Regions from separate parts of the Macaca mulatta genome. Here region 1 is linked to region 2. The links are chromatin contacts, called in public Micro-C maps. All regions are on one chromosome and are shown on one strand. The core of a region is the stretch at or near the end of the contact, and the rest is flanking DNA. Distances in the headings are between cores, read along the strand shown.

Region 1 (5,001 bases), core at 738-3,237, 280 kb before region 2:
GGCAAAGTAAAGAACTAGGTAGGGTTTGAGCCTTTCTGTTTATCATATTTTAAAAGTTAATCCAAAGGCAATTCTTAAAAGATGAACTAAAAATGAAGTGTACCAAAACTCCAACCCACGCTTTACAAAGGCCAAAATGAGAAATGTTCTAGGAGGGAGACGTGATGTAATAACACAATGAGCTGGGTCTGGCCTCAGACGGGCCAAAGGTCCATTACAAGCTGTAGAGCTTTGGCTTGAAGAAACGAAGACAGCCATCTCTAAATCTCGGTTTCTCTAAAATGGTACTGTTTCTTGCACAGTTGTAGAGAATTCAAATCCCATACCCCATGTATACCAGCTTTTCCATAATTAGTCACCCTGAGAAACTTTGCTTTCCTGGCCTACACAGAATGAAAGAAACTGAGTCTGGACCCTGCCCCGTGTATGAATTAGAATTTGTGTGCTTTAAGCTGCCCTCCCAGGGCACACCATGGTAGAGCAGGGAGCCTAGCTTGACTCTGTAGGTTTGGCTGGATTATTTTAAGCATATCATTCACTCCCTCAGTGAAGTGAGGGAGTTAGACTAAAACACCTCTTGATATCTCTTCTAGCTTTAAAATTCTACGCAATCCACCGGGGGGGAAAAAGTCAAAAAAACTTGCATAAATCAAAACACCAAAAACCCCACTTTCCTTAGAAATGGTTTACAACGAACAGATCACCATCCCTGACGTTTCAGCTTCTGCAGTTCACAGTTCACAGTACGGAGGAGTGGGCTAAGTTACGCTACAGCAGCTTCCCCTCCACATCTAACAGAGGGGGTGGGGGTTTTCTTGGAAGACTCGGCCAATGTCAGGCAGCGAGGGGTAAGGGCTGTCCCGGTAGAGAAAAAAACCCAGGCTTTCGGGAACATAAACTGGGGGATGTGGGGGCAAAACACCTGCTAAATCTCATTAGGACTGGGACTTCAAAGAGGGTTGGGCCCGCTCTGAGAAAGTGTGGGAATCCCAGCCCCGACCTAAAGGAGACACGTTCACTGCCAAAGACTGAGAGGGAAAGCGGGGAGCGGGGAACGGAGGAGGGAGGTGGATGCGAGAAAAGGGCCGGGTGGGGCCCCAGCCCTGGTCACTCACCACGAGCGGGATGGAGCAGATGAGCACCACCAGGGAGGTGGCAATGAGTAAGATGACCATCTGGATCTCGGCGCCCGCGATGCGGCGGAAACTCCGGCGGCGGCGAAAGTCGCTGAGGCGCGGCAAGCCTGGGGAGGCGGCGGGGTGGCCCCGGGAGACAACCGAGGTCACGGCTGTCGCGGCCGCATGGTGCTGCTCGGTGCCCAGCGAGGTGCGGCGCATGAACTGGCGGTGCATGCGGAGCAGCGCGCCGCACACAAGCACGTTGCAGAGGACGGTGGCGAGAATGAGGAAGGAGCTGAAGCCCGCGTACATGTAGGAGTAGGCAGCGTGCGCCGTCACGTTGGTGGTCCAGTCGATGAAGCACCAGGTGTCTGGGTACTGCAGCCGCGAGCTACCGAGGCCCATGTTGGGCAGCGCGCAGAAGAGCACGTTGGACGCATAGACTGCAAAGAGCGTGAGGCCCGCCAACCGCTTGTCCACGTAGTGGCTGTAGAAATAGGCGTGGTTGATGGCCAGGTAGCGCTCGACACTCATGGCGCAGATGATGCTAAGGCCGGACAGGCTGAAGAAGAGCAGAATGAAGGTGCTGTACTCGCACAGCGGCTGGCCCCCGGGCCATTGGCCCTTCATGTACGTGGCGATGGTCACCGGGCTCACCAGCAAAGTGCCCAACAGGTCGGTGACAGCCAGCCCACATACCAGCGTGTAGAAGGTTGTCTCCTTCTGCTCCTTGCGCGACTTGCACAGCACCACGATGGCCACCAGGTTGCCCACCACCCCGAAGATGAACATCACCGCCGGGATGGTCACTGGGCTGTTCAGCCGGTCGGGGCTCAAGGAGGTGGACGCATTGACCCCGGGAGTGGACATGATAGTGGCTGGCGGTGCGCAGCCTTGGAGTGCAAGGCTGGGTCTGGGGATGGTAGAAGAGAGACAAAGCTGCCGTGAGCGGAAATTACCACTTGTAAGGTGTTAGACGCGCGCCCAAGAAACGATACACTGATAAGCCAAGGGGAGCAACTCGATCCTACTTTCTGGATTGTAGCCACTTACCAACTGCGGCCACCAAAATCTCTAGGCTCCTGATACGTCCTGCCAGCAGCACACTCTTGCTGACATTAATATTTATAAACTGCTTCTCCCATTCCTCTTCCTCCCCTCAACCCAACTCACTCCATTGCCAAGATGAATAAGAGCCATCTCAAGGGAAAAGTAGCTCCCTATTGCTATTCCCGATAGATTCTGAGTCAATGAAATTCTCACTGAAAACAAGTTACAAAAGCAATTTGGAGAGCGCGCTCTTCCCTTCTTGGCTCTCTTCGGCGAGCGCCGCATCTCCGCGTTCCCTACCCGTTGACCCCAACGCCAGCCCAACGCCATCTCACCTGTAGCAGCAGCAGCGGCGGCAGCCTCGCGAGCCCCCAGGGTCAGCTCTCAGATGTCCTGGCCCGCCTCCAACCTGCTTTCACCTTGTCCCGCTCAGTCTGGAAATTGCCAAACCTTCGGCTTCTCAGAGCCGGTCTCAGTGGCTGCCGATTTTTGGACACTGAGGTCAGAGTTGCCAGCTTTCAAAAACTTGGGAAACAAGAGGGGCAGCTGGATGGGTCAGTGAAGAATGGTGCTGGATTTCTTGTTCGCTATTTTTTTTTTTTTCCTTCAAAGACGAGTCCCAGCTTCGCAGTGCCCGCTGGTCTCGTCCGCTGGAGGACAGCGTTCAGGTGTGAGGCCACGCGCGCAGGTGGCGCGGAGCCTCGGTCCCCAGTTCTGGCCGCCCTCCGCCCCAGTCACGGGCAGCTCGGGCAGCTACCGGAGTTTGCGGCTGCCGCTGAGGCCGCTCCTGGCTACCTGGGGGCGGCTCGGGGTCCACTCTGCCCGAGGCGCTGGCCTGGGGCTGTTCATCTTCCTCTCGGGCTGCCGCGCTTGGAGCTCCGCTCTCGCCTTTCCACCCTCTGTACAAACTTTTCTCCTCCTCCAAGTTTCCCTGGCGGAGGCGGAGGCAAACCGTGCGCTGCCCGGACGCCCATTGGCCGGATTGGAAGGGGGCGGAGCGCGTCCTCCCTGGGCGCCGCTGGGGAGCCCGGCGGGGGGCGGTGTTCGGGCTGGGGCGGGGCTGGGCTGCGTGGGGCGGGGCGGCTTCCGTGGTTTTCCCGCCCCCTGAGCTGCGGAGTGGGAGCCGGGAGGAGACCCTGGGAAGCCCCGGTGCTTTCCCCGGCAACCGCTTAGCCGCTCCTGAACTCGGCTTCCAGTGGGGCTACCACTGAAACCAGCGACCCTTTCCGCCTTGCTGCCTGCCGCTTGGAGTGGACTATTTCTTGAACCTCCTGCCCGCGGGCCGCAACATCTAGGTCGTGGAAGAGAGGGCAGTTGCTTTAGCATTCTACCTAGGGTTGGCCGAGAAAGGAGGAGAAATGGGGTGTCTGTGTGCGCTAGCGCGTGCGCCCCTGGGTTAGACTTGGGTGCGCCCAGCGGACGTGGTAGGTGGGTGAGTGGGTACCAGGTTGGGCGGGGAAATAACGAAGAATCCATCCTCTCACCATAAAAGGAGTTGGAGTAATTTGGCAGTGACCGGGCTGCGGGCTGCGCTTGGTAGGGCACCCCAGGCGAAAAAGGAAAAAAAAAAAAAAAAAAGAAAGAGGAGGAGACAGTGACTGCAGCCTCTCCCGGCGCAGGTGGCAGAACCTTGCAGCTTTCGAGAGGTGGAGCCTTGGTGGGGTTGGGAGGACTGCCTAACTGCGATCTTTTTCTCCATTCTCTTTCCGGGGAACTTCTCCGCCCTGAAAGGGTAGAGTGAACTTCATGCCTTCGGCCGTGTTATACTCCTTAGACCCCATTCACCATAAATCCTTTGAAAGACTAGTGGAGGGTGAGAAGGGGGTTTGAAAGTCACTGGGGTAAAGGAATTCTCCAAGCACCACCTCATGATTAATTTTTGGAAAAGCCTGTTTGCGCGGCCCTTACAATTAGTTTGACTTGTCTAATGGTGAAGTTTTTCTCTGTACTCCTTCTACTCTGTTTTCTAAAACTAGAACTAAAAACTTAAAAAATTGTAAAACTTCATGGTGTAATTAAAATCCCTTTACCATTTTTTTTTTAAAGTAAGATTGTGTGGCCCTATTGCACAATTTAAATTCCTGGAGAAACCTCTTCCCATCTGCAGTGTACAAGCATTTTAACGTATGTCTCCTCACATGGTAAGTACATAACTGGATTCTTTTATATGATAAGCAGGTACCCATTTCTTAAATGTTATTTCTTGAATGAACAAACCTCCTAACTGGTTCTTCAGTTGGTCTCAGCAGCACATGGGTAATAGGAGAAACTAAGAGGACTTTCCGATTTCAAGTAATTACAGGTCATAAAATATCCAGAATCATATTTACTTGCATAAGGCACTATATGGATATATTAAAATAGAATTGTTCTGTTTATACTATTAATAATATCAGAAGGAAAAATACATATTTGTTAGCCAGTATTAAAAAGATTGATGGTGATTGGTCATTTTCTTAGAATCTTCTTTAATCAGCACTCTAACTACTTCTGTTGTTGATGCTTCCTTTGAACAGTAACCTCTAGGACTGTGTCAGCACAGAAAACAAATCAACATTAGAGAAAAGGAAACTGCACACTCTGCGCCGTTCCTCACTAACCACATTGCTTTGCTATCACTCTTGTCAGTTGCTTGTCAGTAAATATATGGAGGGGAGGCTGGGAAGTTCCTTATACTCACTTTCTGCTAATACAAATATATTTTTTTCAGTTTTCTTTCCATATGAAGCTTGTAAAAGAGACAACAATTGGTTGCTATTTATTAATTTAAGTATGATGAAGAATATATTACATATAAAAACAGATGCTGCTGAGATAATTAATAACTGTTACA
Region 2 (5,313 bases), core at 46-2,545:
TGTGAGGGTGTAGAGAAATAAGGCGACTCATACATTGTGTGGAAAGCAGAAATTTTCATAGCCCTTTGGAGGGTGATTGAACAGGCTTATGAAGTAGGAAAGTAATATTAACTTCTGTCAGTGTGACTCCAAAGCCCATGACTTGCATTTCAAAATTGCATACACTTTGAATCAGGAATTCTTTGTTTAAGACTTTCTTCAGTAGTAATGCCCAAATGAGCACAAAGATGTAAACATGAAGATGCTCTCTGTGGATTGTCACACAATAAAAAAAATTAAAAATATCTGTCAATGTCTGTCAAAATATCACTGATAGGGGAATGATTTAGCAAATTTGTAGTATAAGCATTCTATAAAACACTATGAAGCTATTAAAAAGCATGAGGTCATAAACGTCTATGATATACTGGTAAGCAAAGAAAATCAAATTAAAAATGTGTATCATGCTCTCTATATATCTGCATTTTTTCTCTCTCTTCCTGGAAACACATGTATACACGCATGCACACACACACGCACAAACACACAAATTATTAACATAATACCACTGGAGAGAGAGTTGGGTTGGGGGTGAAGGTGGAACAGAAGAGGTTATGAAGGAAATTGCCTCTATTTATTTAATGATGATGATGATGATGAAGTTTTTTTTTTATAATGGGTGCATATTATTTTTAAAATGGAAAAAATAAAAAGAAATGCATTGTGTTTAGAAATGAACACCTGAAGCATTCTTCACCATTTTAATTTTTCATAAACTCCATCAATATTGGCAGCAAGGGAACTCGAGATTTGAGCTGCTTGTTCTTCTGTCTTACATATAAGAGTGTAAAAGTGTGTTGTAACCAAATTTAAGTATGTAGGTGACCTAAAAGATAATTCATTAGAGAAATTGTCATATTGGATAATTGGTAGATATCTAATGGCTGTTGACACCATTGTTTTACAATGAATTTCTTGCTCTTTTAAAGATGAGAAAGACTACATAGACAGAAAATATATTCGGCTGGTGCAAAAGTAATTGCAGTTTTTGCAATTGAAAGTAATTGTAATACTTCAAACACTCATTATAGTTTTCAAAAGCAAAGAAGAAAAACCGTAATTACAAGGGCAAACAGGAAATTAAAATCAACTCTAGCTGTATACCTAAACCTCTTCCATTTTTTTGTTTCTTTATTCAGGAAATTAAACAATGTTGAATGACAAAGATCTGCAATCTCTCAAGTGGTTGAGAGGAAGTATGACATTGACTTAGGAGAAGACTATGGCAAATGATGCTGTAGTCAGGAAGAATAAATAGATTTGAAAAAAAAATACAGAGAAAAACTAACCACAGAGAGAGCCAACTCATTGTTGCTTTTGGGTGTTTTTGTCTCCAGTTTGTTTTCCATAGACTTCAATGAGTGTGGATGGATTTGAGAGATTACATACTCCCTAGTTACAGTGAATCTAACAATGAAGTAAGAAAGACATGTGGTTGCTGTTGAGAAACATGGTCTCTGCTTGGCCATGTGACTATGAGCAAAGCATCCTCAGCTTAACTTTCTGTAGACTGGGAATAATTATGTTAACTACAAGTTGCTCTGAAGATTAAATGAGGACATGTACACCAAATCACTTGGTTTAGATAGCATTACTCATGTGTTGATTTTTATTATTATTCTCTTTCTATTTTTTAAAATTCTTGTGTTGGGGTGAATAATAAGATAACCAAAAGATTTGTAAAAAGCTTTAGTAATACAAGATTTTTGTAAAACTACTCCTCATAACCTTTAACATGATCAATGTGGCTTGTGGATATCCATGGATACTCAAGAGGAACAATTAAGTGACATTGATAAGCAGCAGCAAATAGTGTCTACTAAACCTGCTTGGTTAATAACATAGGGTTCATTCATTCAACTGATATTTCTTAAGTATGAACTATGGTTCATGCACTGTTTTAGATGCTATGGACAGACAATATTGAGTACAACAGGGATTCCACCTCAACAACTTAGAATCTAGTGTAATCTAAAGACATTAAACATACTAATCATAATTCCAAGTAGAATACCAACAGCTGGAATCAGCCAGTCCTTTTTCCTACTAAAATCTCTTTAATCATGCCTCCAAAACATGGACTTTAACTACAAAAAGATAGAGATTTTGTCCAGTTCTAAAGTTCTATGAGTGATTACCCTCAACTTGGGTTTAGCAGTGAAGGCTTCACAGAAAACTACTTTTGAATTGATCTTTGAAGAATGGGTAAGATTTCCCTAGAGAGGGGAGAGGAACATGGCTTTTCAGGCTGTGGGAAGTATGCAATTTATCCAGCAAGTAGTCAAACGTGGAAGGATGGAATGGGGGTTGAAAGTGGAAATTTGTAATCACATGTTGTCACTAGCCAAATCCTCTGTCTCAATTGTCTTTATCCTTTCTCCACCCAGCACTAACTGAAGTTGGAGATGCTGGAAGAGCTGATTCTTCTTACTCTTAGGTGACATCTCACAAGCTAATGTGAATGGAGGACCATTGAAAGATCCTCCTAACCTCCAAATTCTGGGACCTCAAATCTGCTGAAATGTTCAAAATTTCCATCATGAGGATTAGGGCTCCAAGTTAATTCATCGAGGGCATTCTTTTAAAGATATTCATAAAATTGGTAGTGGTGGCTTGGTTAGTGACCAAGATGATAACACTTTTCTATGAAATCACTCATCAAAGTTAGAAGGACATAGGGATTTCCTAGATATGAAAGAGAAGAAGAGGAATGGGCTGGGGCAGTGGTCCTTGCCTTGAAATTCCTGAATTCACTGGGGTTTAAGAAACTTAACATCAATTGGTATAATGATAATAATGCCAATAATTACCATAGCAGCAAAAGCAACAGCAAAAACAATAAAAAATTTGTTTTCATTGGGTGCTTATGTTGTACCTGTGTTTTACACACTTTCTTTATTGTCTCCATACCCTATGGGCTTGATTTATTATTATCACCTTCTAGATAAAGGAACTGAGAATTGAAGAGGTTAAATAATTTATTAAAAATCACAGAACCAGTTAGTGGCATAACTAGAACATGAACTTCTGTCAGTGCGACTCCAAAGCCCATGACTTAAGAACATCAAGTCACCAAGGGGACAATCAAAACAAACACTGTTTACACCATACCTTTATGTACATTCAGACCTGGGTACATAAGAGGATCATGCCAAATAAGGGATAGGTAGTGGTAGAGCCATGGCTCCAGTCCCCTTCTTTGGTCACCCTTGGTTATGGATACATTATGGATACTAGGAAGCACTTTGAATCAATTCCAGTGTGTTTTCACTCTGAGGTTTCTGTGGTAGATTGTGATTGTGGTCGTCTTCTCCTGCTCGTGTGTACCCTCTTTATGACAGCTACTAATAGCTTGCCTTTCTTTGTCTGAGTATTGCTATGTTTAAACAACAGTATAGGGAGAGCAATATGGTACTAATTAGGGTATTCCAGGAATGGGTAAATTCCACTCTATACTGGGCTACTTTAAAGCAGGTTATGTGATTACCACCATGGACTATTATTCTAACCAGAGGTCATTTTGCCGTCATGGACAATGTCTGGAGGCATTTTTGATCATCACGTTGAGGATGGGAATGCTTTTGTCATGCTGTGTGCAGAGGCTAAAGATGCTGCTAAACATCTGACAATGCACAGAACAGCCCCCAAAGCAATTATCTGGCCTGGAATGTCAGTGGTGCCAAGGTTGAGAAACCCTGTACTAATAAGACACATTGGAAATTAATGTCATTTTTACAAAAATTTCTACATGGCAGTTAGAGGAAAATGAGCATATTTTTATTCCTCCTTCCAAAGTTATTGTTCTTCTTTCACAACAGTCATGCTATTGTATGTGAAATGGGGTTTACTCACATTGAAGGTATTGTTATTGTTATGTTTTTCGTTTTTTGGAACTTGCTGGGGCTGCATGTGTTTCCTGGAAACAGAAGTATAAGATTCTGTATCTTCGTTATCGTGGTTTAAGAACATCAAGAATAGCTGATTCTTGTCTTGTTATAATGGCAAATATACACTGGTAATGCAAATGTATGCTTTATGATGTTTCAATAGACACATATGTGCTTTATTTTAATTCTTACTGTGGCAACTCTTAAAAGATACACTTTATTGTAAAGTATTTGCTTCAAGTCAATCCTCTTTTAGGCATGATGTCCTTACAGCAATTTCCAGCATCATTAGGCCTAGAAATATAAAGTACAGTTGCTTGGTGTGTGTGGAAGAAATAGGACAGATTCATAAACCATCAAATTGTCCTTCAGCTCTCTGCATAAGAGGAACTGAAGAGAGTGCCTCAGGATAGAGAGACAATTGGGACAATTTCACCATGTTTTTATAATGCTACGCAGTCTTGATTTAGAGAGACCGAGACTTTGACATTTTCTAATTCTACATTCCAGGCACCCGTAACTCAAGCTACAATAATGGCCCTGGGATCTGTATCTAAACTTGGTATAAGATTTCAAGATCTTGGTGTATTGAGATTCAGGGCTGAACAGATGAAATGTTCTGATAAAAAAGGACCCAAGGACGGGAGAGATGTTTCTGCTTCTCATTAATGTTTTGCTCTTACTTGAAGTACCTTTTTGGTTGCTTTTACTTTTTCAAAGTAAATTTTCAAATTATCAAACTATCTTTGTCTTGATAATTTGAAGACCTAATTAATTATTGTACATTGAACATAATGTATGCATTGTGAGCACACATAAAGGAATGTTAAGGAGAATTCTATGTTGTCTAGGCACTGATATGTATAGAAGGAAACTGACTTAACCACGGCCCCCAGGATCACCTTGGGTCTAGAAGCCATCACTGCTCCTGGAACTTTGCCCCCGCCTGGCTGAACAGGGTAATGCCCTGAAGACACACACTGTCCTAATCCCTACTGAATGATGTTGAAAGTGAGAATTCAGTCATGGAATCTGCCTTCCTTGAACATCAAATGAAGTCTGAAATGGGAACTGACTTTCCGAGAGCCTAACTCATGGAGAATACAGAGGCACAATCCTTCTAGGTATTAGTATTAGTTCAGTGGGGATAAGGATATTTGGAAAGACCCTGAAGGACCACTCAGGGCCGGCTGGTATAGATGAGCTAGATAGTACATATTAGTCAGTATTTGAATGCATTTAGCAAGGAGACCAGTAAGAATGACAATAAATATTAAAAATGCCACACTGACTGCTTCCTGATGGCCACTGGCACCACCCTCACCATTGCCGAGGATACTGTACGCTAATCATGAAGAAGGTAACTGAACTTTTATCATGTGGTAAC

Evidence for each region. Hi-C and Micro-C count contacts between places; a contact is called where the count stands out from the background.
Region 1: a Micro-C map of CD4 T cells shows a contact between it and region 2, with 12 times the contacts expected there. The contact joins the promoter of LOC144341268 here to the enhancer-like site in region 2. A contact is called at or near these places in 3 of 14 Hi-C or Micro-C datasets (CD4 T cells, blood and liver).

The regions. Positions count from the first base shown.
Region 1 is chr6:41,758,830-41,763,830 of T2T-MMU8v2.0, reverse strand. It overlaps LOC144341268, which reads left to right and starts at 1,987. Exons shown (of 4, transcript XM_078004355.1): 1 at 1,987-2,062; 2 at 2,392-3,981; 3 at 4,215-4,309. The coding sequence starts at 1,987. The coding sequence ends at 3,341. It overlaps PTGER4 (prostaglandin E receptor 4), which reads right to left and starts at 2,997. Exons shown (of 3, transcript NM_001266046.1): 1 at 2,504-2,997; 2 at 1,116-2,031. The coding sequence starts at 1,988.
Region 2 is chr6:41,475,358-41,480,670 of T2T-MMU8v2.0, reverse strand. No RefSeq gene overlaps it. Among named protein-coding and RNA genes, the nearest start is that of PTGER4, 280 kb to the left of the region's middle. Within about 2 kb of position 1,295, at least 2 of the 40 cell types and tissues checked have an H3K27ac peak or open chromatin away from gene starts, as enhancers often do. A contact at or near this core is called in CD4 T cells, where this site is marked.